Regions from separate parts of the Mus musculus genome. Here all the other regions are linked to region 2. A link is a contact called in public ChIA-PET, Hi-C, HiCAR-type, HiChIP or PLAC-seq and Micro-C data. All regions are on one chromosome and are shown on one strand. Each heading gives the region's core, a stretch centred on a gene start, on an enhancer-like site or on the middle of the called end of the contact. The rest is flanking DNA. Distances are from core to core; before and after follow the strand shown. Region 1 has its middle 24 kb from the start of Gm40486. Region 2 holds the start of Dusp4 (dual specificity phosphatase 4). Region 3 holds the start of Dctn6 (dynactin 6). Region 4 has its middle 6.1 kb from the start of Gm33588. Region 5 overlaps Rbpms (RNA binding protein gene with multiple splicing). Region 6 has its middle 14 kb from the start of 1700015I17Rik. Region 7 overlaps Rbpms (RNA binding protein gene with multiple splicing).

What was found. Hi-C and Micro-C count contacts between places; a contact is called where the count stands out from the background. ChIA-PET counts read pairs in DNA pulled down with a chosen protein or histone mark. HiCAR-type assays count read pairs that join an accessible place to other places. HiChIP or PLAC-seq counts read pairs in DNA pulled down with a chosen protein or histone mark.
Region 1: a Micro-C map of embryonic stem cells shows a contact between it and region 2, with 5 times the contacts expected there. The contact joins the enhancer-like site here to the promoter of Dusp4 in region 2. A contact is called at or near these places in 2 of 39 promoter capture datasets (the 3T3-L1 cell line and liver), 3 of 484 Hi-C or Micro-C datasets (the G1E-ER4 cell line and embryonic stem cells), 10 of 115 datasets of contacts at active chromatin or transcription factors (embryonic forebrain, embryonic stem cells, epiblast stem cells and 3 more) and 1 of 9 other capture datasets (liver).
Region 3: a contact with region 2 is called in an H3K27ac HiChIP or PLAC-seq map of embryonic stem cells, with 11 times the contacts expected there. The contact joins the promoter of Dctn6 here to the promoter of Dusp4 in region 2. A contact is called at or near these places in 14 of 39 promoter capture datasets (the 3T3-L1 cell line, the HPC-7 cell line, cranial neural crest and 6 more), 5 of 15 datasets of contacts at CTCF or cohesin (the NIH/3T3 cell line, embryonic stem cells, pro-B cells and 1 more), 14 of 484 Hi-C or Micro-C datasets (the C10 cell line, CD4 T cells, LSK cells and 10 more), 38 of 115 datasets of contacts at active chromatin or transcription factors (DN3 thymocytes, the NIH/3T3 cell line, T-cell acute lymphoblastic leukemia and 27 more) and 5 of 9 other capture datasets (adipose tissue, embryonic stem cells, liver and 2 more).
Region 4: a contact with region 2 is called in a HiCAR-type map of embryonic stem cells, with 7 times the contacts expected there. The contact joins the enhancer-like site here to the promoter of Dusp4 in region 2. A contact is called at or near these places in 1 of 39 promoter capture datasets (liver), 1 of 484 Hi-C or Micro-C datasets (embryonic stem cells), 4 of 115 datasets of contacts at active chromatin or transcription factors (embryonic stem cells and stem cell-derived neural progenitor cells) and 1 of 9 other capture datasets (embryonic stem cells).
Region 5: an H3K27ac HiChIP or PLAC-seq map of embryonic stem cells shows a contact between it and region 2, with 5 times the contacts expected there. The contact joins the enhancer-like site here to the promoter of Dusp4 in region 2. A contact is called at or near these places in 1 of 39 promoter capture datasets (liver), 3 of 484 Hi-C or Micro-C datasets (embryonic stem cells and natural killer cells) and 6 of 115 datasets of contacts at active chromatin or transcription factors (astrocytes, embryonic stem cells, extraembryonic endoderm stem cells and 1 more).
Region 6: a contact with region 2 is called in a Hi-C map of Sertoli cells, with 5 times the contacts expected there. The contact joins the enhancer-like site here to the promoter of Dusp4 in region 2. A contact is called at or near these places in 1 of 39 promoter capture datasets (pre-B cells), 1 of 484 Hi-C or Micro-C datasets (Sertoli cells), 2 of 115 datasets of contacts at active chromatin or transcription factors (cardiomyocytes and craniofacial prominence) and 1 of 9 other capture datasets (embryonic stem cells).
Region 7: a contact with region 2 is called in an RNA polymerase II ChIA-PET map of memory CD8 T cells, with 6 read pairs. The contact joins the enhancer-like site here to the promoter of Dusp4 in region 2. A contact is called at or near these places in 1 of 39 promoter capture datasets (pre-B cells), 3 of 115 datasets of contacts at active chromatin or transcription factors (memory CD8 T cells, pancreatic cancer cells and trophoblast stem cells) and 1 of 9 other capture datasets (liver).

What each region holds. Positions count from the first base shown.
Region 1 is chr8:34,079,022-34,081,721 of GRCm38.p6, reverse strand. No RefSeq gene overlaps it. Among named protein-coding and RNA genes, the nearest start is that of Gm40486, 24 kb to the right of the region's middle. Within about 2 kb of position 1,336, at least 28 of the 459 cell types and tissues checked have an H3K27ac peak or open chromatin away from gene starts, as enhancers often do. A contact at or near this core is called in embryonic stem cells, where this site is marked.
Region 2 is chr8:34,806,139-34,808,901 of GRCm38.p6, reverse strand. It overlaps Dusp4 (dual specificity phosphatase 4), which reads right to left and starts at 1,292. Exons shown (of 4, transcript NM_176933.4): 1 at 729-1,292. The coding sequence starts at 1,173.
Region 3 is chr8:34,107,320-34,110,019 of GRCm38.p6, reverse strand. Dctn6 (dynactin 6) reads left to right here and starts at 1,308. Exons shown (of 7, transcript NM_011722.4): 1 at 1,308-1,601. The coding sequence starts at 1,579. It also overlaps a transcript of Mboat4 not described here.
Region 4 is chr8:33,956,806-33,959,505 of GRCm38.p6, reverse strand. No RefSeq gene overlaps it. Among named protein-coding and RNA genes, the nearest start is that of Gm33588, 6.1 kb to the left of the region's middle. Within about 2 kb of position 1,300, at least 14 of the 459 cell types and tissues checked have an H3K27ac peak or open chromatin away from gene starts, as enhancers often do. A contact at or near this core is called in embryonic stem cells, where this site is marked.
Region 5 is chr8:33,912,984-33,915,770 of GRCm38.p6, reverse strand. The region is part of intron 1 of Rbpms (RNA binding protein gene with multiple splicing); the gene reads left to right. Among named protein-coding and RNA genes, the nearest start is that of Gm51528, 9.4 kb to the left of the region's middle. Within about 2 kb of position 1,455, at least 73 of the 459 cell types and tissues checked have an H3K27ac peak or open chromatin away from gene starts, as enhancers often do. A contact at or near this core is called in embryonic stem cells, extraembryonic endoderm stem cells and pancreatic cancer cells, where this site is marked.
Region 6 is chr8:35,703,739-35,706,522 of GRCm38.p6, reverse strand. No RefSeq gene overlaps it. Among named protein-coding and RNA genes, the nearest start is that of 1700015I17Rik, 14 kb to the left of the region's middle. Within about 2 kb of position 1,527, at least 27 of the 459 cell types and tissues checked have an H3K27ac peak or open chromatin away from gene starts, as enhancers often do. A contact at or near this core is called in Sertoli cells, where this site is marked.
Region 7 is chr8:33,895,850-33,898,549 of GRCm38.p6, reverse strand. All of the region lies in intron 1 of Rbpms (RNA binding protein gene with multiple splicing), which reads left to right. Among named protein-coding and RNA genes, the nearest start is that of Gm51528, 27 kb to the left of the region's middle. Within about 2 kb of position 1,364, at least 116 of the 459 cell types and tissues checked have an H3K27ac peak or open chromatin away from gene starts, as enhancers often do. A contact at or near this core is called in memory CD8 T cells, pancreatic cancer cells and pre-B cells, where this site is marked.

The DNA.
Region 1 (2,700 bases), core at 87-2,586, 730 kb after region 2:
TGGGCATATTGCTCTGAGGTAGCAGTGTAGCTCTTACAGAGGTAGCTTGTAAGAAGCCCCAGGATTGGTCCTCAACCCACACACCTGTGGGTGGAGTTAAGAAGGAGGGAGGCAGGCAGGTGTGTGTGTGTGTGTGTGTGTGTGTGTGTGTGTTCGGTGCCTACCAGCATTTGGTCCTAATCAACCCAATGAACTTAATTTCTTAGATTTATTTTTGGCTTTAGTCATATTCATCTCTAAAATCTACTTCATGCCTGTTGGAATGTGTATTTAGCCAGAAAAGAAACATTAAAACTAATCACACACACACACAGAGTTGTGCTGTGATCATGAATAATAGAAAAGTCGAGAAAATGGCGTATTTGTAGATCCGCTACCTCACTGTTAAATCCTCCAGCCTCCTTCCTCATTCCTAGATTCTGGCATTCAAAATCTCTGGAGGAGATGGCTCAGTGGGTAAAGTACTCGCTGGGCAAGAATGAGGAGGGGAGTTCAGAGTCTCTAGCACCCATGGACATGCTAGGTGGCTCACCTATAAACCCAGCACTTAGGAGGAAGCCAGCTAACTAGACCATCCAGGAAGACGTTCTGAATCAGCACACACGAGCCACACATACATAGAATTCAAAACAAACAAACACAACCCAACAACAACAATAAAATCCTTCAGAGTTAATAATCATAAGAATTGACAGACGTGGTAAAAAGCTACTAGTACTCACAGGGGTAGAACTGGAATACACATGGTTCTCCCGGTGATGTCACTGCTGGCAAATGAAGTCATGGTAATCTTGTTCGCCTGCCTCAGACTACGTCAGTCAAGAAAACAAGTTTGGCAAAAGAGAATTTATCCATTAGGTGACCAAGTGTGGAGATAGAGCCTGTCTCAAGGCCACCTCCTCGAAGATGTGTTTTGGACAAGGTACTGAAGAGCTGCGACGTTAGGAAAGAGGTTAGGCGGGCACCAGTGTTCTGAGCATGCGCAATCTCACATTCTCTCCCATCAAGACCACCCAGTAAGGCTATTTATTCTCTGTACTACGGACACTGTTGAGTTTTGAAGTCGCCTCATATCAAGCAACTAAGTGACAAGGGTTAGATCTGGAGGCTCGATACTGGCTCGCCTTCAGTTTAAACCCTGTTACACATGATTGCTTATTCCTTTAATAAAGCCAAATATTCATTTCGCACGTGGTAGTTTGTAAAAGTGTTTCGCCATGAGGGAGGCAAGATTGTAAATGGTTGACAGCGGGCTGGATTCTTATGATGTCAAGAAGAGGGCTTTGGTCCTAAGGTCGTGACCTTCATCAATCAGCCCTGCACCCAATCTTTCAGCGAAAGAGCAGCAGATTTTTCCCCACCCCCACCCGCCGGAATGTCTCTAGAGTGAGATCAAAGCGACGCTCAGAAAAGCCGGCACACGGATATTTTCCTCAGCGCAGAGCAGCAAAGAGAGGTATTGGTTCATGGTCCAGAAGCTCTGATCCAAGGGATGAGCAGGAAGGATTAGAGAACATCCTACTCGATTTACCTTCTGACCCAGGACGCATGAGACCCTGGAGGTCAAGAAGTGGTCTCTCTAGAGCCTTGAGTTATGAACCGATAGTCAGCCAAGTGGGGTCTGGATGTTTTAAAGTTGGTACGTGGAGGCAGAAAGACCCCGGATGTAACTAAGCCATGTGCTGCGCGCTCCTGATGTTGACATACCCTCTCTTTGCTCCCAAATGACTCCATCCCCTTGGGATTTTCACCTGGTTTCCTTTGCAACTTTTCTCAGCCTGACCAATCATAAGGCAGCTTCCAGCCTCTGCTTAGCTCTTTCCTTCCCTTCCTACTTCAAATGCCACTGCCACCCGCTCTCAGCAGCGAGCTCCCTAAGTACTTGCTCTCCTTGGCTTGGCATCCTGGGTGTTACCTCTGCCTCGAGTTTAAATGCTAATTACCTATAGTATGGCTCTCCTGCTGGGCTCTCTCCTGACATCCACACCTGCCTCTCTGCCAGTCTTCCCAACAGTCCATCACTACATCCTGTTAGCTGACAGCTCAACTCAGCTTCTTGCATCTGAATGAACTAGACGTGGCCAAGTTGGGGGTGTTTAGAATGTGAGTCCCAGTCTTCACAGCGAACAGTGGTTGACGTGGGTGGCATCATTAGAGACCTTAGAAAACCCCAGCAGGACTCTCTATCTCCACTCCCAGACTTGATTTCTTTTCGTATGCCAACCCATCATTCCTACTTTCCGTCTTCTGCCAGAATCCTTCAGCAACTGCCTTTTTAAAAAAAGATTTATTTATTTATTCTATGTATATGAGCACACCATTGCTCTCTTCAGACCAGAAGAGGGCAGCAGATCCCATTACAGATGGTTGTGAGCCACCAGGTGGTTGCTGGAAATTGAACTCAGGACCTCTGGAAGAGCAGTTGTTGCTCTTAACCACTGAGCCATCTCTCCAGCCCAGCAACTGCCCCCCCTTGCCTAATAAGATACCTGAAAGTATTTTTATGAAAACAAAAAACAAAACAAAACAAAACAAAAGAGCATATTGTCTCTCGGGTATACCGGAACGCTACATAATAGGCAGCCACTAGCAAACTTTCTTTCACACTTCCTCCTCTTCTCTGATACTCAGTCCAGCTCACCCCTGCATCCAACTTCTCTCTTGAAGATGTTTCCTTTTCCCTAGTAATTATCCTGTGTT
Region 2 (2,763 bases), core at 43-2,542:
ATTTCCTACGCCAGGGTTCGCTCGAACCAGGCACGCGCCGCTGGCAGAGTCGAGAATGATGTGTGAACAAAAGGTGGTAACTCTCTGCTCCCGGGATTAGCAGGAGCAGGCGCGGTTGTGCCTGGTGTCCCCCCACCCCCCCAAATACAGCACTTCAGCCTCCCTTAGACCGGGGCAAGTGGGGGTTGGCCGCCATCCAAGAAAGCTCTGAGTTTAGGCAGCGGGGAAAAAAAGAGATAGCTCCCCAGGTCTGCACCCCAATTCTCCTTTCCTCATTGACCGATGTGTATGAACTCCTGAGACAGCTCCTACCCTAGCATTCACCTTCCTTCACCCCCCTCTAGGGTTCCCGGGGTTATACCGAACCAGGCCTCTCTCGTCCCCGTGGGACCTAAGAGCGCGTTCTCAGTACTTGAAGCTGGGCTGCGCAGAGGAACCGCTGCCAGCATCCAGGCCAGAACCGTTCGCGTAAACAAACACGGAAACTCCAAGACGCGTGCGGATTGCAGGTGATTGGGGAAACGCGCCAGCACGGCCTCCCCGGGACTCAGGCTCCAAACCACAGCAAAACCGTTCACACTGACACGCACAAAGACACGCGAGGAAGGGGACTCCAGCACCCCGTAGTCACTCGGGTACTTTCCTCCCAATGCCCAGCAGGGCTCAGGCCGCCAAGTCCCTTACACTACCTACCCTCCCACCTCGCTCTCCCGGGCACCCACGTTTACCTTTAAGCAGGCAGATGTCCGTGCGCTCCGCGTTCCGGCGCAACGCCTGCACGACCAGCGACACCGTGCTGTCCTCCCGGAGACTCTCGGCGCGCGGGCTGCGCTCGTCGTAGACGATGACAGCCGAGTAGAGGCCAGAGCGCAGGCGGGCACGCACCTCTTCCTCGGCGGGCAGGATCTGCTCCAGGCTCACGGAGCCCTTGGCCCTCCGCCGCACGATGGTATTGCAGCGCACGTTCACCGAGCCTCGGATGTAGCCCGCGCTGTGAGCCAGAAACGGCCTGCAGTCCAGCAGCAGGCACTTGCCGCCGCTCAGCAGCCCCAAGGCGCCGTGGCTGCCGCTGCCGTTGCCGCCCGCGCTGCCGCCGCCGCCGTTCTCATCCCGGTTCATCAGCCTTTTGAGCACGCTGCAGTCCATCTCCCGCAGTTCCTCCATCGTCACCATGTCGCCGGCAAAACGCAGTAAGCTGGGGAGCTAGCTGGAGAAGGCCAAGGGCACCGGAGCCAGCTAGGCTAACAAGAAGGAACCAGGCGAGGGCTAAGAGGGCGCCTGCAGAAGTGACCCGCAAACTTGGCCCCAGGCTCTTCTCCCTCTAACACCCCTGCTTCCACCTCCCGCAGCCTCAACGTTACATAGCAGTCCCAGCCTTCTCTGGCGCCAAAGCTGGCGGGCGCGCGGCACCCGGGGCAAGCGATCGAGCAGGGGAGTGTGTTTACGAGAGAGGGCTCCTCTCGGTTTGTCGCCTCTGGTGTGTTTTGCTAGCTAGGGCTGCTTCTGCCGTGGGCTCCGCCGTTTCCCCCACCGCTGCACCGCCGGAGCTGCACGCACTGCCCCAGCCAGAGTTTCCTCCTCTGGCTTAGAGATTTATTAATGCTCGCCGGCTCTCCCGGGGGAGGGAAGAGTCATTACTACCTCGCCAGGCCCCGCCCCCAACGCAAGCTTCCCGCCCCGCCCCCACCCCGGCTCGTGAATGGAGCGCCGGCCCCCTCGCACCCAGTCACGGGGACTCGACGTCACAAAGAGAGGAGTAAACAGGGCGCTCGGTGCTGGCTGCCAGGCCCATTCATAAAACGGAGACCTAGAGGAAGAAAAGGAGGCAGCCTCCGACCCGCCCGCGAGCCGGCGGCTCGGGGACTTTGTGAATGGAGCCGCGGCGCGGTGCCCTGTCCTTCCTCAGCCCCGGAGCGCGGCGATCCTGGTAGAGATCGTTGCGGGTGGCGACGCGGGGCCTTACTGAGGCCTGGGCTCTCCGTGTGGAGGTCTTCACCCCTGCGCTCCCCCCCACCCCCCCGGCCTCCCCAGTCTTCGAGGTCTCGCTCCTGCAGCTCCGAGAAACCTGACACTGTGCGGCTGCCACCCCGTAGGGCTTGGGGACCTCTCCTCGCCGGACTTAATCTCGTTCTTCGTGCCCGGCCGGTTGTGTTTTGTCTTTGTTTTTTTCCATGCGATTCCCCGGACTTAGTTTATACATTAGCGTGATCGATTTCCATCCCGAGCTATTACATCTGGTTTATAGCTTCCCGCGGAACCTGGGCCAACGCAGATTTAGAAAGATGAAAGGGAAGGCCCTCGCGCCGAAGCCCAATAACAAAAGAGAGGTGGAGGGGTTTGTTACTTTACAACCCAGAGGGGGGCGTTAATTGGCCGAATGCTGTGCCCGTGCAAGAGAATGGGAGGCACTCGGGCCCAAGCTTCCTAAAACCTGCTTTTTTAACCATGGGGGGGGGGGGGGGGAATACCCGGAGGTTTTCCTCTTTGGTGGGAGTCCTCGCTTCCCTCCTCACACGCAACGTCCTCTAAGGAAATGACGGTTAAGGTCTACATTTGGTACGAAGGAAAAGATGCTGAAAAGTGCCCATGGGAAGAATGACCTTTTATAAAAGCAAATGTAATAAGCTAGGAGACGATTCGAGTTTCCGCATCCCTCTTTCCAGGTCACGTAGCATCTGCCACCCCCCATTTTACTTTCGGGGGGGGAGCATTTAATTTCCCAAGGGCTCGATTTTGGCAAGAGAGGAGGTTATGCGCGCATGT
Region 3 (2,700 bases), core at 59-2,558, 700 kb after region 2:
ATTTAAAACACTAACATGGAGGACCATAAAAGAAAAAAAAAAGTGTATTTAAAGTGCAAGAGAGCATCACCACACCACATCACCTGAACAGGTGTGTCCCTCTGAATGAAGGTAGGCTGTTCAGCTGAAACTTTAAACGTCTTGCAAGAGCTCACAATGATGTATTTCAAAGTCTGAAAGTACTCTGGTACTGCACCCACTAAACCTACGTGTTCTAGCTAAAGGAAAAATAAACACTTTCTACTGCAAAAACAGACTCAAAGCTGGGCAGTGGTGGCGCACGCCTTTGATCCCAGCACTCCGGAGGCAGAGACAGGTAGATTTCTGAGTTCGAGACCAGCCTGGTCTACAGAGTTAGTTCCAGGATAGCCAGGGCTATACAGAGAAACCCTGTCTCAAAAACCAAAAACAAACAAACAAACAAACAAACAAAACCAGACTCAAAGAACACATTACCACTAAGCCAGGTCTACAGAAGACCTGAAGGAATCTTTCAGATTGAAGAGAGAAACAAGTCCCTCTGAGAAATCATAAAAAAGAATAAACCACACTAGAAAAACTGTTAAAACAATACAACAACCACTATAAAAACCAGGAAAATGGCAGGAGCCATAACTCTGAGTAACCAAGGGTGACCTTGAATTTGTGATCCTTCCTGGGCTGGGTTTATGGGTGGGTTCTGCCATGGCCAGTTTCGTGTGACTCTCTGGAATGAACTCTGGACTTCATGCATGCTAAGCAAGCACTGTACCAACTGAGCCAACAGCCCCAACACACCCCCTTTAAGATATTTCTTGGTGTGACTAGAAATTGCTTAATTAAGAAACAGATTGTCCCGGATAACCAGGAGTGGGCCAGATTCAATCAGTTTAAAGGGTTCAGAGCAACACTGAAACTTCCCCCCTGAAAAGAAGAAATTCCACCTGTGGGTAGCAGCTTGGCCTTCCAAATGAAAAAGTCCCAGCTTGATCTACGGGTTTCGAACTTGCACAGCAGATCCCTAACTAATTCCTAACAAAACCCTCGTAATTCATATCTCCTGCTGGTTTTGCTTCTCAGAATGAATCCTTATTATGCCACCTGGGTCCTACGTAGCAGTAGTTGGGAGATGGAAAGACAGCTTGGTTTCTTCAAAGTTTAATAGCGTGAGATGACAAAGCCTCAGAAGAGCCAAGCACACACACATACACACGCATACGCGCGCACGCGCGCGCTTGTAAAGAGACGTTTAAAAACTGGATTTGATGTTCAAAAGAGATTTTGACAGGCTTAGGGAGGAAGTTAAACGTAGAGTGAACTTAACGATAAGGATCAGGGCTGATGGGGTTAGGATAGACTTGGTAAACACTGTCAAGTGGAAAAAACGACTTTCCAGGAGGCAGAAGCGAAGCAAGCCAAGCCAACCCCGAAAAGCAAACCATCCTCAGCACGCAAGCGCGAACCTGGAAAGCAGAAGGCGGGTCTCTCAGGCCCCGCCTCTCCCAGGCCGTGCCAGGCTCTGCAATCCCATGCAGAGATCATCGCTCTAGCCAGGCTGCAAAAATCGATCTCAGCTCTTCCTGAGACCCGGGCTTGACGATGGCGGAGAAGACGCAAAAGAGGTACGTGTTAACACCTCCGCAGGGGCAGAACCCGTTTCTGGTCGCGGCGTGGGGGCACTGAGACGGTGTATAGGTGGATGGCTCCATAATCCCATACCTGGCGTCCGTGGGGTGTGGGGGCGGAGAGGGTTTGTTCCGTGACCCCCACCCATCCCAGCACGCCTGCGCAGACTCCATTGGGGCTGCGTGGGGGACTCAGGGAGGCTGAGGGAGGTTGTGCGGGCGAGAAGGCTGCTCAGCGGTGGCTGCACCGTCGGCCCTGCCTCTGATCAGGAAGAGGGAGGCCTGGAAGAAGACACTGATGCTGTCATCCTTATGTCAGTGCCTGAGAGCCCAGGGCCGGCAACTATGGCTTTTCCTGTCACAGTCTTCACCAGTGAGAGCCGTTGGTGGAAAGAGACCGCATGGATAACAGAAAAGCATAGGGATTCATTTGCCGTTGCCTCCTTTGTCCTGGGATTAATGTCTTGAGATATACATATACATATACAGCTGTATGTATATGCATGTATCGGTGTTAAGGTGTGTGCGTGTGAATGTTGTCTCTCAAGCCAGAAGAGGGCGTGGATCGCCCCGGAAGCAAGCATTCAGTTATCACAGGACAAAGATCTAGAGAGACAGGGTGTTTCTGGGCAACTTTCGGCTCAGAATCGAGAATACTGGTGTCAGAACAGTGACGCCCCAGGAATAAACTTTGCTCTAAGAACTTTGTGGTATGCATTATCATTTGATGGTCTGTAGAAATTCTAGGGTTAGTGTCCTGATGAGTTCTAACTGTCAGCTTGAAACAACTTAGAGTCATCTGGGAAGAGGGAACCTCAATTGAAGGATCGTCCATGTCGGGGTGAGTGTCTTGATCTGTGATTGAGATGGGAAGGCCCATCCCACTGTGGGCAGAGCCATCTCCAGTCGGGTAGGCCTGGGCCATTTAAGAAAGCTACTTAGCAAGTGGGCCAGTAAGCAGTCATAGTTCCTGCCCTGAGCTCCCTGGGCATGGTGAGCAGGAAGTGTAAGGCGAATAAACCGTCTCCTCCCCACGCTGCATTTGGTCATGGTCTTTATCACAGCGACAGAAAGCAAGACAGAACAGTTAGAATAC
Region 4 (2,700 bases), core at 51-2,550, 850 kb after region 2:
ACTGTTATAGAATACTCATCATTGTGTGTGCCTGCGCTTGTGCGTGTGCACAGAGGTTAGAGGACTTCAAATGTCTTCTATTCCTACCTTTATAAAAATTTTACTTGAGCCGGGCGTGGTGGCGCACGCCTTTAATCCCAGCACTTGGGAGGCAGAGGCAGGCGGATTTCTGAGTTCGTGGCCAGCCTGGTCTACAAAGTGAGTTCCAGGACAGCCAGGACTATACAGAGAAACCCTGTCTCAAAAACACCAAAAAAAAAAAAAATTTTTTTTTTTACTTGAGATTCCATTTCTATTTGATTTATTTGATCTGTGGGAGTATGTGTATATATACTAGTATACTGCGCATGCAGTACCCGAGGAGGTCAGAAGAGGGCGTCATCCCCTCGGGAACTGGAGTTGTGAATGGCTGTTTATGAGCCAAACAGGACCTAAGCTTGTTGAGAACGCCAACAAATGCTTTTTACCCCGGAGACCTCTCTACAGCCCTTCCACCTTATTTTTTGAGGCAAGGTCTCTCACTAAGCCTGGAGCTTGCCGTTTTTAAGCTGGTTGGACAGTGTGCTCCCTACGATCAGTCTAACGCTGCCCAGCAACCCAGGGATCATAGGCGCGTGCGGCCATACTCTTCTTGTATGTGGGTGCTGGGCTCTTGCTCTTCTGAAGTTCTTTTCCTGAACTATCCCAGATTCACCTAAGTAAAGGTCTGCAAAAGGACTTTTGTAGATCTTTTTGTAGGCACAGCATGGCCTGCACCTCTTGCCTCCCCCTACCACCACCGCCACAAGGATCAAGGACACACACCCAAGGACAGATACCTGCCTCAGCCCCGGGTGGGAGGCCAGTGCTGCAGGAGGCTGGGGAGTGCATCCCAGCGTAGTCTGAGGCTCTGCCCAGTCTTCAGAGGCAGTCAGCCAGAGGCTGGCATGTCCTAAGTCTGCAGATCTCCCCTGGCGTCGCCACTGAGGCTTTGAACTAGGAGAAACGCAAGGAATGGGAAAGAGGGAGACTGTACATCTCCTTTGTTCGTTTTAGGAAGCAGAGCTTCCTCCCCCTCCTCCTCCCCTTCCTCCTCCCACTCCTCATTTTTGAAACAGTGTATGTAGCCCTGGCTGACCTGGCTGATCTCTAAGAAAGAACTCCGTCTACCTCTGTTTCCCAGATTTTTGTTTTCTGTTTTGTTTGTTTGTTTTGGTGTTTGTCTGTTTGTTTTGTTTTGTTATTGAGATAGACTTTCCCTGTGTAGCCCTTGCTGCCCTAGAACTCTCTCTCTCTGTAGACCAGGCTGGCCTTGAACTCAGAGCTTTGCCTGGCTCTGCCTCCTGAGTGGTAGGATTAAAGGCGTGCACCACTACCACCCGGCTTTCTGGTGTTCTTTTTGGTAGCCTCTGTCTCTGGTTTGGGTATCGGAGTGGTGCTGAGTCTGACCTGAGTGAACCTGAGGCTCTCCTTCTGTTTCCTCGAAGAGACTGTGTGAAGCTGGTGTTGAGTCTCTTGACCTGACCTGTCTCATAGGATTCTCGAATTAAACTAACTGAGCATGAAGAACCTGGTTCCTGTTGTTTTGTTTTTCAGGAGGATGGGATGTAAAATATTCAAAGCAGTTGATGTGAAAATGCCTGAGAGTTTTCATATACTCTGGCGTCTCTAATATCCAGGGCTCAGACGATGCTACACTTAGTTCCTACACCACGGCAACACATCGGGACTGTCTCGAGCCTGAACTTCATTTGAATTTCCCCCACTTTTTTCCTACCTGGGACACCACATCACAGTGGCTGTGAATCCCGAGGTTCTTGGCTCTGAGTGGTTCTCAGACTTTGTTTTTAAGGAGTGATGGTCCGGAATTTTATAGGCTTTCTCTCGTGGAATTTGTCTGATCTTTTTCCCCCGTGATAAGGATCCAGCCATGGGTTGGGAGGGGAACAACCACAGATGCTATCTATCAACAGGGCTGGTTGTCTTCTTTATTACTTCCACGTTTCCTTGTGGTCTACTTTTGACTTAGCTCGTTTCTTGAAGTGGGAACTGCAGTCAAGGGTGTGCCTCGCTAATCATTTCTTTGCCTTTTCATTTTTTATCACGTTATTTATTGCATGCATGCTGTCCTCATGTGTGGAGGTCAGAGGGCAGCTTTTGGGAGCTGGTTCTATCCTTCCTCCGTGGACCTTGGTACGGAACTCAGGACCTCGGGTTTGGCAGCAGGAGCCATCCCCACCGAAGCCCCTGACCAGCTGACTCTGCTCATTTCTGACTTGTGCACTTAGAGGTACAAATTTGTCTCTTCGTGGCATCGGCAGCATCTCAATTACTGTGATTTGTCATTTCCCCCTCCCATTCCGTCCTAAGTACCTTCTTAGTTTCTTTGAGTTTTCCTTTTTAGAAACAGGGTCCAACCAGGACTATAGAATATAAACCTGTCTCAATAACGTGAGAGATAGAAGGTTTGGGAACGAGACCTCTCAGCTTCCCACTCTGGCTGCATGTGGCAGCCATGCCTGCCTCCCTCACCCTTGCAGACTCCCCTTCTCAGTTTATTGAAGCCGAGACAAATCCTTCCATAAGTCACGTTTGGTCGAGGTGTGTTTTGTTACAGTAACAAAGAGTAACTAACACAGTGGCTTTGTTCTCAGCCCTGCCTCACTGTCCCTGCCCGATAGTTCCTGGCCACCCATGCATGCATGCACACAAGCACGCATG
Region 5 (2,787 bases), core at 206-2,705, 890 kb after region 2:
AAGAGGTTTTGCTGGGTATGCTGGCTCGGGAGACACAGCCCAGCAGTAAGGAGGCTGAGGCAGGAGGTTTGCAGGAGAGTGAGTGACACCTTGTCTGTGCATAAATAAAAGCAGATCTTTTTCCTTCGTCTAGACTGTCTGTCCCACAGTGGGAGGTGTCTTTAAGCCAACAACAAAACAGTTTTAATCAGCGGATTTCAGATATTAGACGCACAATGAAGAAGTGTCCACACCCAATGTTTGAATGTTACCCCCTCTATATTACTGACTAAGTAGTTAGGTCTTATCAGGATTTTTTCCCCCCTTACAAATTTTTGCTGACTTGCAGTAATAAACTTCCCAGTGCATCTTTTTTAAAAAAGATATTTATTCATTTTTTGTATATGAGTACAGTGTAGCTGCCTTTATACACACCAGAAAAGGGAATTGTATGAATTACAGATGGTTATGGGCTACCATGTGGTTGCTGGAGTTGAACTCAGGACCTCTGGAAGAGCTGTCAGTGCTCTTAACCTGAGACATCTCTCCAGCCCCTCCTCCTACATCTTTTTAAGGAGTAGAAATCTCATTTAATAACTAGAAACACACTCCCTCCCCCCAAAGTAGATTTGTGGTTTTCTTCTAGTTTTCAGCTGAAAAGGACAAATATCTTTGTGAAGCACTTTTTTTTAGGGTTCTTTGTTTTCTTTTTAAGTGCTACATCCAGAAGGCTAGCTGATAAATGTTTTGTGCACAGCCCCTGTGTGGGGGTGGAGGGATGTAGAGTATTTACACCCAGGCATCAAGCAGTGAACTTGATGCAGAGATAAGGTTAAAGCAGCCATTCAGTCCCCAGTTCTAAAGGGTTTTATTTGTATGCTAAATGTGCTGGGAACCTCTGTATTTTAGATGTGAGACCGACCCAGCTGTTAAAAGAACCCAAACATTGGAATTCAGCTAATAGGGGAAAGTTATTCATAATGAAAAACCCGGTATCTAAAATATTGATATATTTCTGTCGTTTTCTTATTGTTCTTTTGTTTGTTCCTTCCTTGAGATCCGGTTTCCCTGTGTCCTGTCCTGGAACTTGTTTTGTAGACCAGGCTGGCCTTGAATTCAGAGATCTGCCGTCTGGGTGCTGGGATCAAAGGCGGGCTTAACGCTCATCTTTTCTGTTCCCGTTTTTTTTTTTTTTTTTTTTTAATGTTGTGTGAGGGATTGATTAAAAAAGCAGGCGTTCATCCCATCAAACTGTAACCCCCGCGATAGGATTTCTCCACCCACAAAATAGCCAATTCAAGCTGAATTGAAAGTACCTAAAGGGAGGGTTCCCGCTGATCTCCCAGCATGAGGTCAGAGAAGTTCCTGTCGGATTGGGAGACAGAAAAGGCCGGAGGCGCTAGGAGATGGGGAGTGGAGACCCGCCCAAATGTCTGGAGAGTCTTGAAGAGCCTCTGGGGGAGAGGAAGCCTATCCCTGGATTGGGAAGTTCTGGGTAGAGGGCGGGGTATGGCCAGCCACGCCCTGGAACAGGTGGGGACTGAGGGATGCTGGGAGAACCCGGAAGCCCGATAAGCATCTCCTCACTTGTCCGGGGTCTGAAACCCAGCACCCAGGCCTTAGTACTTTTTAAAAACTGTTAGGTAGGGCACGTTGTAAGCGAGGACGCAGCAAAACCGTCAAACCAGACCACTCCGGGGTAGAAAGAAAAGTTTATTGCAAATAAACCTGCAAACTGGCAAGACTGGAGGGAGGGGCAACGGAAGAGGAATATGGTGGAAAAGCTAGCAGATTTTATATGGCGGTCACAGGGCCAGCATCTTTGAGCTGTTCAGATTGACCCAGAACTAGATGCCTTTGCCCAGGGTACTTGACCTTTGGGGTGGATGAAGGGCAGAGTTTCCTGGTGAACAAAAACTCACCTTTAGGGTCGTTTGCCTGGTAACAGTTTTTCAGTTTATTGGGCCTAAAGCAGCGTGACCATCACTGCCATTTTGGAGTGCTCCATTGGACCTAACAGAAGTGTGTCTGTTGACATTTGATCCTCGTCCTGCATCCACCCAGCTGATTGTGAGTCTTAAAAAGAAGACAGATTTTCAGAGGAGGAAGAATTGAAGTGGTTACAACTTGGGGCTATGCAGTGAGCCTCTAATTTCTGCAGAGAAGTCAGCGTTTGTTCTTGTTTTGTTTTGGCGCGCTTGACCACTGGGCTCTCCGTCCATAATGTTTTAACCATTAACTGTCCTCCCAACTGTTTGTTCCTGAAAATCCTGGCTTGTAGTCAAAAACTGGATTAGCTGGGAAGAAGAGCCCCAACAGGACAGGACTGGCTGTGGCCATTTCTTGATTAATGGTTGACCTGGGAGGGCCTGGACCACTGGGGACCTTCCAGCAGGTAGTCCTGGCTGGTATTAGAAATTGAGGCTGAAAAAGCAGGGGTTGGGGGTGGGGTGGGGTAGGGATGGGGGATGGGAGGCAAGTCAATAATCAGCCTGCCTCCAGGGTTCTACCTGAATTTCAGCCCCCCACCGACCAGCCTTCCTTTCTGACTAAAGCTATGCTCTAACCCTTTGCTCCTCAGGTTGTTTTAGGTCTGGTGTTCTATTACAGCCGGAGAAATCTGGCTAACAAAGGTTGCCTGTGCCTTTTGTAATACCATGGGTCACTGTTGGACAGAGCTGAGTCATCTGTTGACTTTGATGTGAAAAAAAGAGCACTTTCTGCATAGACTGGGGAAGGCTGGGAGGAGCACTCTCTGCATAGACAGGGGAAGGCTGGGAGGAGCACTTTCTGCATAGACTGGGGAAG
Region 6 (2,784 bases), core at 278-2,777, 900 kb before region 2:
TAGAATTCTCAGGGTTTAGAGGCTTCTATCCTAGTTCCTAAAATGTTTGGTAAATATCAGACATTCTGTCAGGCTCTGTCCAAATGTACACAATTAACACGGTGACAATTCTTAAGGTCCCTGAGGCATGGGGGTTGTTCAGAAAATGGGTTCCTGTAACCTCACAGTCTTGACTTGTCAAACGAGGGCTCAGAGATATGTCTCAGCATAGAATAGGCCAGCCTTCAAAAAGAAATTCAAGAAATGGCCCCTCACAGAAGCAGGAAGAAAGAAAGGAAAAGGGCAGAGAGTCTCTCGTGGGACTCGTCAAACAAGGTCAAACAGAAAGTGCCTTTGAGTCACAAAAAGCCTGTCAAATTAGGTGTGGGTTATGATTGATGCAAAATTCAAAATGCCTGCTGAAAAGCAAGTTCTAGAAAACCTGGGGAAAGTTAGGCTGGGATTGTGGCTCTGTGGTTAGGGCACGGCAAACATGAACGCTGCATTTGCACCCTAGAGCCATATAAACCAGATGTGGCGGTATGACCTGCGATCTCAGATCTCAAGAAGATCAGAAGTTCAAGGATGTTCTAGTGCATTACAGGCCAGCCTGGGTTATACAAGAAACTGGTGAGAGACAGGATCCTGTGTTAAGTAATATTCTGTCTTGAGACCAAAAGAAATATCAGCCTGCCTCTAATCTCATTTCTGAATGGCAGTAGGCATTAGAAAGCTTAGAGATAACTTTGCCGGCAATGGCCAACCCACCTCACCACCCCACCGTTCAAGCTCAGAATGAAGTAATCTCACTCCAACTGCCACGCAGAGCTGACTCATTGGTCCCAATGGCCCCATGAGGCCAGTGCCACATGGCTGGTTTCTTTTATCTCTACCCAACACTGACTGCACAAGTGCCCTTCTAGTGTAGTTACACACACATGCAGGCTCCGTGTTCCGGAAGAATGAGACAGGGTCACAAGTTCAGGTCAACTTGGGCCTCCTTTTCCAACTCTGTCTCTTTCTCACAAACAGACAAACAAAAGGCAAATAAATAAAATAAGTTGAAGCACAAACTGCATGCACACACATATATGCACTGCACAAGCACAGACACATATGTATGTGCACGTGTGCACACATTATGTGCTTGTGTATGCACATGTATGCATACACGGGTGTGCATGTGCAGACACACAAACACGTATACACACACACACACAAACACACCCCTGCTCATGTGCAAACCAAACTAAAAGGAAAAGAGTGGTTTCCCAGAGCACTCAAGCACGAACAGAGGTGTTCCATCGATCTGTAATAAACATTACGTGTTTTAAATCTAGTGCCATCTTATTGTACACACACAAATCCACACTCTGGCCCTGGAGTTCTCAGGGCTTCTATACCAGACTGCATACCCAGCCATTTTTAGAATTCCTCCTGTCACATGGTACACTCAGCACTTGGGGACAAGCATGTGACATTCCAAGTCACTTGAGGCTACAGCTGTCTTACAGTCACTATCTCATTGGGAACTATTTTGGCTCCCACGCAGCTGCTGGTGGAGCCCGGCAGGGTATATCTGTGCATGCAGTAGGATGACAGAAGAGTCAGGGACAGTGAGTGACACAGGCAGATCTAGAGCCACAGCCCCTGGGGGAGCTTGGGTAATGTAAGCGAATGGACATTAGAAAGCTAAATCCATGTTTATGGCTGAGGAGGTGTAAATCATAAGAGCATAAGGAGGATTAATTTTAAGTGGAGTTTTTGAGTTGCATACAGCCCACAGTTCAGATGTAAACACTATGAACATCTTTGCCAACATGCAATCACTTCTTTGTGTGTCTTTTTTTTTTTTGCCTTTCTTATCACTATTGCCACCATTTATTTTGAAAGGATTTCAAAGAGACAGAAAAGTTGCAAAATTGTTTTGAAAATAAATAATAACGCTACTTGCCCAGAGCTTCTAAATATCAGCATTGTGTTTCATTTATATTGCCCTTGCTCCCCCGACCCCTCTCTCACACACACACACAAATGCACATATAGACACACACATCATCATCATTATCATCATCCGACCCGGTTGCCTATAAATTGAATACTTGATCCTTCCTTTCTGAAAACCAGACCCCGCTTAACCACAGCTACATTCAATTTTCCAAAATCAGAAACTTAAAGTTAATGCTATGCTAGCATTCGACCCACAGGACATAGCTAATGTAATCAATTGCCTCCCTGTCACACACATGACATACCTAACTATACATATGCTCACCTATCCACACACACACACTCTGGTCCCGCCAGATAGTTGCCTAGGACATTTCATTCTGGGCTTGACAGTTTAAAGACTTCAGATCAAACACTTGGTGTCAGAGTTGCGTGTTTTCAGCTTCCCTCCTGACTGGATTCCTGTTACTCTCCCTGTGTGAGAAATAACACAGGGGTGATGTCATGCTTTTCCTTACGGCCTCCTGTTGAAGGACATGAGCTGCATCTGGTGGTGTAAATTTAATCTTTTAAGGTGGTATCTGGACATCTGTTCTCCTGCACTAACTGCTTCTTCACCCTTGGCAGTTAAACACTACAGCGGATGAACTAGATACAATGTTTCTTTCCTCTTCAAAGGGTTTCACCTGCTCTTGCCACCCCCAGGCCGGCTTGGCTGGTTATGATAATGGCTTTCTAATCCCACCATTCCTCAGCTACTAGCTGGCAAACGACTGTTCTCTTCAACAATGTTTCCTTCTGTGTTTCTATCAATATTGCCGCTCGTGGATTCTAAGGTCATGTCTCCAGAGTTGG
Region 7 (2,700 bases), core at 115-2,614, 910 kb after region 2:
AGGCTCAGTCTTCCTGGGGTGCACACCCCTAGAGTTTCATCTTCAGTGGTGATTAAGGTTGTGTTTTCAGTAGGTATTTGTTTAGATCTGCCGTTTGCGCTCCAGAAGTGAGCAAAGCACGGGGTTCTATCCATTGAGCAGATGCCTTCTAGTTACAGGACGTTACGGAGTCCTGTTCCTCTCAGCCATCCAAGCAGGAGGACCGGGATCCGGCTCCAGGGGATCCGGCTCCAGGGCGTCGAGCAGTAAAGTGTATCCTACAGAATCCATGCTGGGGTCGCCCCTGCCTTGAAGCGTCCCAGCTTCTCCAGCTGGTTCCTGCAGGCACAGAATCAAGCCCGGGCTCCGTGACCACTTCCCTTCCTAGCAGTGTCTCCTGGGCTTTATTTTCCACTGTTGGAGATCTAGACTTAGACAACTGAAACGCTTGCCCCTTATCTGTTTCCATCACCTTGTGGGTATTTATAGGTTAACAGTTCTCTGTTTGTTTGAAGACCTGTCTGGCCTGGTGTGTGTGTGTGTGTGTGTGTGTGTGTGTGTGTGTGTGTGTGTGTGTGTGTACACATGGGTCCTGGTTGCCTAGCTACCTCTGAGAGGACCTGGTGAGGCCTGGTGTGGAAAGGAGAAGCAGGAGTTAGGCCTGCCTTTCTCAGTGCGGTGGGGCCATCCACTGTGGCACAAAAGGCCACTTCCCCTGTGTTCCTGCTTCTTTGCTCCCTTTTTTCCCCATCTTACTGTTTCTCATTTCTGCTTATATGTCGCGTCCACCGTGACCAAAGAATCAGTGGGATACGTCGGAGGGTGAAGGACTTTCCTGGAGAAGTAAAGGTTAGCTTAGATTTTTCTGAGACAAGCTATCGAATCAGTTGGGAAGAGAGAAGATGCTGGGGGGTGGGACGGAGGGGAGAAAAGCACACATTAATAGTTTTTAAGGAATCTAATCAGAGAATGCAGTCAAGATTTCTGTAGTCTCTGCCGGGCATGGTGGCACACGCCTTTAATCCCAGCACCCGGGAGGCAGAGGCAGGCGGATTTCTGAGTTTGAGGCCAGCCTGGTCTACAGAGTGAGTTCCAGGAAAGCCAGGGCTATACAGAGAAGCCCTGTCTCGAAAAACCAAAAAAAAAAAAAAAAAAAAAATTTCTGTAGTCTACCTTTGAGTCCTTCAGTTTTGGTTTGACACACCCAGCTTCCTGTCTGGCTTCCGCTTATCAGCTATTGCCTCCCTTACCCACAGGAAGTATATATCCTAAGACACCCCCCCACCCCCCACCCCACACACACTCAAGTGGATAGCTGGGATGCCAGGTAGTGCCTGTTGTATTAGTTTTTCCTTTCTTGGTTGAATATGAGCCTGGAAGATGAGTAATACAAAGAAAACAAGCTTATTTTTCTATCTCAGTTTTGGAGGTACAGTGGTACTGACCACTGTTTGGATCTAGTGAGGGAAGCCAGCGAACCAGGAAAAGTTGGGCTTGCTTATATAGGACACCGCACTCAAGCTCTACCCCCCAATATTTTGTGCATGTGTGCCGCTGAAGAGAGCATTAGATGTCCCTGAAGTTGGAGTGACAAGCAGTTCTATAGTGGCTGACTGGTACTGGAAACCCAACATGTCCTCGGAAGAGGTCTTGCTTCCTTCCTCCTTCACTAGCTCCTATTTCCCTAGCCCTCTCCCCCTATTTCCCATCTCACTCTAGCTTGGCTGTTGTGGAACTTGCTTTACAGACCAGGCTGGCCTCAGATTCAGAGATCTGCCTGAAAAAGAGCATGTGTCCTCTTAACCACTGAGCATCGCTAGCCCCAGGACTTACTGGTTAAATTTATACTTCAAGCAGTTTAACAACAATCGCTGTTTTACAAGTAGAATAAGATCACCGACAACAATTATGAAAGACATCTAAAATGTTTATCCCTGTGCTGGAAAAGGATGCTGTGGCTTCTCAGGCATACCTCTTTTTGTACTTGGGGGGTCATTAAGTTAGAGTGGAGCAAGCGTCACGGTGACCTGACTGTTGAAATAGTTGAGGCGGCTGTCCGATGAAAGTGGGGTTTGTAGACAGTGCTGGATGGACAGAGGGGTGATTCACATCCTGAGCGAGATTTCCTCATGAGACTCAGAACAGAATGCAAGTCAAATTTACGGCTTGTTTATTTCTGGAATTTTCCATTTAATCGGTTCAGGCCATAGGTTACTGCAGCTATCAAACTGGGGAGAGCGAAGCCGTGTCTGAAAGAGGGAAGCTACTTCGTTTCTTTGAGGCTAGTTGTTAGGTGTGACAGTATGATTTACAGTTGGGTTCCAGTTACATCACTAAGTATAAAGCTCAGACCCCGATAGAACTTGAATAATGAAGTCAGGAGTGGGAAGCCACTTCCGTGTTACTGTTTGGAAAAGGACTGGGCTGTAAAATGAAGACTGTTAGAAATCAGTCTATAATCCCAACTTTTATGAAACGGGAAACCTCATTTAAACCAGTTACCTAAAGTGTCTGATTGGTTTAGACTCCTAACTAGGTGTGCCTGTAGTTAGCTGTACTCCCTGGCTGGGTGGATTTTATGTGTCTGTGTGCCACATACATGCATGCAGTGCTCACGGTGACCAGCAGAGGGCTCATGGGATTTTCTGGAGCAGCGGTTACAGACAGTTGTGAGCTGCTGGGTGCTGGGAATTGAAGATGTGCCCCTAAGCTGAGTTTCTA